2 separate regions of the Anas platyrhynchos genome follow, and region 2 is linked to region 1. The links are chromatin contacts, called in public Hi-C maps. All regions are on one chromosome and are shown on one strand. Each heading gives the region's core, a stretch centred on a gene start, on an enhancer-like site or on the middle of the called end of the contact. The rest is flanking DNA. Distances are from core to core; before and after follow the strand shown. Region 1 holds the start of ZCCHC10 (zinc finger CCHC-type containing 10). Region 2 holds the start of KIF3A (kinesin family member 3A).

Region 1 (3,005 bases), core at 255-2,754:
GCAGAGTACAGACACTGCTATCAGTGTGTAATTCACTCCAAGACTTGAAGTGATTCTGAGGTAAAAAGGGATCAGGGATTTATTTTAAGCATGGATTATTATAAATAGATCAATCCTAAAGCAGGAAATGCTTCTGTCTGACTTTCTCCATTCAAGTCAGATGCCAGCCATCAAGATTCAGATATTGAGGCCAGACTCTGGTGCGTTTATAACATACCAGGCATCACACAGCACAACGTAGCTATGGTGCCAGATGTAATTATTCACAGATTACCACAGAGCATCAGCCAAAACAGGACAATTATCAGATACCACAAGAAATGCCAGATGGAGAGGAAAACAAGCTGCATACAGGAACAGCCACTAGCCTTAGACATTAAAATTTCAGAGTTTGGAGACAGGAGCTACCGTGATTCAATTCGCCACACAGTAATTAATCCTGATGAGTTGGAGCTGCTTATGTCTAAGAATTCCTCAGTATCGTACCTTCCCCATGTGACAGTTAATGGGTGCCATTGTCCCCAGCAGATGTGACCTGCTCTGACATGTTTCATGTGTGACACAGCAGGAAGTTCTGGCTCTCGTATTTCCAGGCTGTGATACTAGAATCATAAAATCATTCAGGCTGGAAAAGACCTTTGGGATCATCAAGTCCAACCAGCACAAGGTACATTAGAGGCAGAACACCTCAGGACGTGGGGTGATCATCACCTGAAAGGATCAGATTTGTATTGCTGCATTATGCGTGCCGTATGTTCTATTCTTTCGCATCTGTGTTTCCACCTTGTACCTTGTCTTGAGGGAAGTGTAAGCCTCTCTGGCCAAGGTCTGTCTTTTCTTCCACTTCTACGTTTCCTAACACAGTAAGGCCCTGATCCAACTGGCACTGCTGGATGCTAGGAATTTAAGGAAATACAATATATTTTGTTGTTTTATATAATAAATGAATACTGTGCACTACCAAGAAGCCACATAGCTGTTACTACACTGCTATGGACCCACATTAAGGAGTATGTTTCCTTGAGGATTTTTGTAGCGAGATCGACGTTAGTGTTTTAATACCGATCCCTTGAGGTTACAACGAGTTTTGATAAAGCAAACGTTAGGAAGCCCCACTCCTGGCTGCCCTGAATTCAGGATGGGGGCTGTGCTGCCTGTGCCAGCTGGCAGCGAGGCACAGGGGGCTGCGTGCCAGGAGCGTGCCCTCAGAGCACTGCCACCACAGCTTCGTCTTCTGTCCCTTGACCTCTCCTCCCGTGCCATGAGCCGTAAGGAGGTGATGCAGGAGCCCAAAATACCAGCTGCTGCTGGCACAGGGCTCAGTGGGGTGGGGGCAAGGCTTCGCCTGGTGGTTCCTGGAGGTGCCTGAGGTGTTCATTCCCTCACTGTTAGGTATGGATGGAGAACAGAGGGGCAGCGCGGGCACGGGGACAACTTGTCAGCGCCAGCCCCTGAGAAGGGGCTTATACGTGACTATATTTGATGCTGATGCTGTGCGTTACGAGGCGATAATGGGCTAAATCCCCCCTTTTCTGCCATTTAGCCCCGCGCTGAGGGCGGCTCTGCCTTCGCCTCAGGCCCGCCTCGCGTCCCGGCATGCAGCGCGGCCCCGCCCGCCGCCATGGCGACTCCCATGCACCGCCTCATCGCCCGCCGCCAGGCGTGAGTGCGCCGGGACCAAGGGGGGTGTGTGGGGGGGGAGCACAACGGGGGGGGGTCCGCGGCCGCTCCTCGGGCAGCGGGGCCCCGGCGGCCCGGGCACGGCCCCGCAGCCCTCAGGAGAGCGCCCCGCAAGGCGGCCGGGCTGGGCCGGGGGGAGGCGGCGCGGTTCTAAAAGTGGCATTTTGGGGTTGGAAAAGTGGCATTTTGGGGTTATAAAAGCGGCGTTTGTGTGCTCCCGGCGTGGGTTTAGGGGCTGGTAAAGGGGTGTGTGGGGGGAAGCAGCGGCTGTGCTCAGAGCTGAGGGGTCTGATTGCCCAGCAGCGAAATGAGGAGAAGGCAGCGCTTTGGTGCTGTGAAGTGCAGTAAATGCCCCCCTCGGCACTCCTCTGGGGGTTTGCTTCTTCACCTCCCCCCTTAGAACAATTCCTGGTTGCTTTTTTAAGAGTGTTCTTTTTTTTTTCTGTCTGCTCACAGCTGTTGGTTAACATATGGATGGCCTCTGCGTCCTCATTCCTCTGTTGTTGTTTACTGTAGTTCAGTTCTTCCTCATTTTCCAGTAGAAAATAACTTGGAATTTCAAAGCACTTCTGGAATTCTGGCTCTTTAGGTTGCTATTCTGTATAGGTTAAGGAACGATTTCCTACGTTCTTGTTGTGTCTTCAGGTGCTTGATGGCTGTTTGCTGTATTGCACATTGGCTAACCTCTGCGTTTAGGTCGTAGCCGCTGACCTGTATTAAAAGTTTACCTTCACCTCATGCTTCTCATTCATGTTAAAACTTGTTAGTGTTGATATGATATTTATAGGTCTGGTTGCTGAGCTATTTTGATCTGTTTTCCTGGTTGTTGCTTTTAGGGCTTGATTTTTATCGTCCTACCTTGCATAAAGTTGTGTGCCCCAGTCATGTGAGCAGTCCCAGAGCCCTGGAAATGCTGAATTTTGTTGTTGTTGCTTTGAGCTGCCCTCCTCCTGTGGAGAGAGCTCTGGGCTGGTTTGTGGTACAAAAAAAGCAAAGTGAATGTTTTTCTATGTTGACTAAGCAGAGATAGCATCCTTGTTTTGCTTACATGCAACTCTTGTGGTAGAGCCAGGAGACCAGGGCAAGACAAAGCAAACTGTTCAGAGGACCTTGATTTGATTTGTTTTGTTTTGTTGGTGCTCCTTACCAGAGCTCCTGCTTCCTGCTGAAGTTTGAGTTAACTGCACCGTGTAGGTAGCAAGGTTAGTCATACAGTGCTCATTTACATCAACGTTTCTGAAGGTAAATCATGAAGCCAAATAAACTTTGCATTGAGACAGTGATGAATGTTCAAAACAAGATTATCTTTGAGATGCAGCAGAACT
Region 2 (3,005 bases), core at 223-2,722, 160 kb after region 1:
AGGCGTGAGTCAGGGGCAGGTTCTGATTTACTCTTACAGATTTTTTAACAGCCCTTGAATTTGCTCAGCCTTGGGATCACAGAGATCAAGGTCATGAGAGAATACCTTCAGGGTGAGGTGGTGGAAAACCGGCACTTTCCAAATCCTAGTCTCTCTGGCTAAGGCACTTTCCAGGAAGCAGGCAAGTCTTGAGCTCTCTGGAGGTCCAGGGCACTTCATAGCAACTCTTTGAGCCAGTTTCCCAGGCGGGAGCCGCTGTCAAAACCAAGAGAAGGATTATGAAGCGATATCCCAGCTCCTTGTGATAGGTGATTTCCTCTCAAGATGCTCGTCCAGTGCTGAGAACGAGACAGGAGCAGCCGTACAACTTCTTTGTTTGCTGATAAGCAAAGAACAGTTCTGGCACGCATTTTCCCAGGGGGAAGCTGATGATGGAAGAAAACGTGTCAGACAGCTAAACACTGCAGGCTCGCTTTCTGACTCTTGTGCTCTGTAAAAGCTCCCTTGAGCCACCCCGGAACGAGCAGTACGTATCGCTGCGCTCACTGCCCCGTACAGCTCTCCCTTTGCAGAGTTAAGTTGCAACCTGTTAGCTGCAGATCCCGAATTTCTGGCAAACAGAGGCCTATTGTTTCCAAAAAAAGCATCCGAGATGATTGTTCTTCAGATTTTTTTTTTTATTTCTTAATTAACAGTTTAAAAGCAATCTAATCTTTCTCTGTTACAGCTGAAGACACACAGCAGCTTTGGGCACACCACTCTCCAGACTCTGTATGTAATAAATGTGAAGAAAACTACTATTTAAAAGATAAACAGTGAGGTTGTCTCAGCCTGAAACAGCGCTTTAATGCCTACCTCATATCCCAGTTTTAAACAGTGTAAAAAAAAAGGGGGAAACAACAAAAAAAGACGTTAGTAGGTCTGCGATTTCTGCTGCTCTCTGCCAGCAGAGCGGCGGAGGAGGGCTTCCACAGCAGCGCTTGGGGGACCCTCGGGCTGATATTGCTCCGATAATTTCTCCGCTAATTTCTCGTTATCCCTGGAGTTCCGTGGAGCTCCCCGCTCTGTCAGGGACGCCCCGGAGCCCGCCCCGTCCTCCCAGCGCCCCCACCCCCCGCTGAGGCAGCGCGGCCCCCGCCGCCCTCCTTACCCGCCCGGCTGGGCCGCGCCGCGGGGGGGGGGGGGGCTCCGTGCGCGGCGGGGCATCGGGCCGCCCGCGGGGCCCCGCCGCCGCCCCAGCAGCTCCGCGGGGCTCCGCGGGGCTCGGCCGGGCCCCGGGCACCGGGCGGGGCCGCTCCGCCCCGCACCGCCCCCGGGCTCGGCGGCTGCGCGCGGCCCCGGCCCGGCCCCACCGGGCCCTGAGGCGGAGCCGGGAGTAGGCCGCGCCTCGCCCCGGCCTAGGCCCCGCGGTTGCCATGGCAACGCGCCCGCCCGCCCTTCCGATTGGCTGCGGGGCGGGGAGGGGCGGGACTCTCCCCGCCTTACCTCGGCAGCCATTGGCTGCGAGGGCTCCGCAGCGCGCGGGGATTGGCCGCCGGCCGGGCGGGCGGGGGGCGGGCGCAGGCGCGGTGCTGTTATTGTTCCGCGCTGCGGCCCCGCGCCGCTCCCTCACCGGCCGCCGCCGCCATGCCGGTGAGCGGGGCCGGGGGGCTGCGAGCGGGGATGGGGTGCGGGGATGGGGCGGGGGTGGCCCGCTTGGGGCCGGTTCCATCACCGGGAGGCTGAGGGTGGTGGTGGGGCCCGGGGCAGGGCCAGGCCGCGGGGCTGAGGGGGGCCCCTCACGGCGCGGGGCCGCTCCCGTCAGGCAGGGCCCGGGGCCGCGGCCTGGTGGCGGTGAAGTTCCTGAGGGCTGCGCGGTGCCCGCAGGCTGGGAGGTGCTGAAGCGTGCGGGGTGCGCCCTGCCCTCGTTATAAACCCCCCCCCCGGGTCAGGGGTAACGCCGCAGCGGTGTCCGAGGTAACGCCGCAGCCCGGGGCTGTCTCTGTGTGGTTTCCACCGCAGATCAACAAGGCCGAGAAGCTGGACAGGCCGGAGAGCTGCGACAATGTCAAGGTGGTTGTCCGCTGCCGGCCCCTCAACGAGCGAGAGAAGGCGACGGGCTACAAGATGGCAGTCAGCGTGGACGAGATGAGGGGGACGATAACGGTTCACAAAACAGACTCGTCCAACGAGCCGCCCAAGACCTTCACGTTTGACACGGTGTTTGGGCCAGAGAGCAAGCAGCTGGATGTCTACAACCTAACTGCAAGGCCGATTATTGACTCCGTCCTGGAAGGATACAATGGTGAGTGCCTTGTTTCAAGTCTGTGCACCCCATTTCGTGCTGCCTGCACTTTTAGCGATGCTGCTGGTCCTACTGGGAGCCTCCCTGGCGAGGGCTGTAGCTGTCTGTTTGTGTCCTGACCTCACTTAAAATACCCAGAAGGTGCTCATCATCCCGAGCACCCGCAGTGGTTGTAGCTGCTGACTGTAAACAGGGGGAGATCAGTGATGAGCAATGCCTGCTGAGGTCAGTGAGCTGTTGTGTTTTCATTCTCCATCTTCTGTTTACAAAGATAAACGCTTTGTTTCATTATCAGAATTCTCAGCGACTCTTCACTGTACAGTTTCAGTAACCAAGCAGCTGCCGTGGTCCTGCAGTAACTAGGTATGCATACCAGGCTTGTGCATATAAGTGCTGCATTTTCTCCTCTAAAATTTGCTGGTTTAGACTAAGATGACTAGTTAAGCACATCTGCGTGGCCCGGCAGATAATCTGCTGCTTCCTACAGCTGGAAAGGGTACAACCGTGGTTTGTGTGTGTGTTATGCATGCAAATACGCTGCGTTAAGGAAAGGAGACGTTAGCAAGGAAACAAATTACTGCTTTCCATAAGTGTGCTATGAGCAACAGCAGCCTGTAAAGTTTTTAAAGGTTTGCAAATGCCTAATAAACTCTCGTGCTAACACACCCAGTTTCAGCTGGTTAAAATTGCATTTCTCCAAACTGTAATGCCAATGAAAATG

What was found. A called contact is a pair of places that touch in the nucleus more often than the background predicts.
Region 2: a Hi-C map of liver shows a contact between it and region 1, with 5 times the contacts expected there. The contact joins the promoter of KIF3A here to the promoter of ZCCHC10 in region 1. A contact is called at or near these places in 2 of 8 Hi-C or Micro-C datasets (liver and skeletal muscle).

The regions. Positions count from the first base shown.
Region 1 is chr14:1,474,998-1,478,002 of IASCAAS_PekinDuck_T2T, forward strand. ZCCHC10 (zinc finger CCHC-type containing 10) reads left to right here and starts at 1,505. Exons shown (of 4, transcript XM_027468140.2): 1 at 1,505-1,662. The coding sequence starts at 1,622.
Region 2 is chr14:1,636,875-1,639,879 of IASCAAS_PekinDuck_T2T, forward strand. It overlaps KIF3A (kinesin family member 3A), which reads left to right and starts at 1,473. Exons shown (of 19, transcript XM_027468437.3): 1 at 1,473-1,632; 2 at 2,002-2,284. The coding sequence starts at 1,627.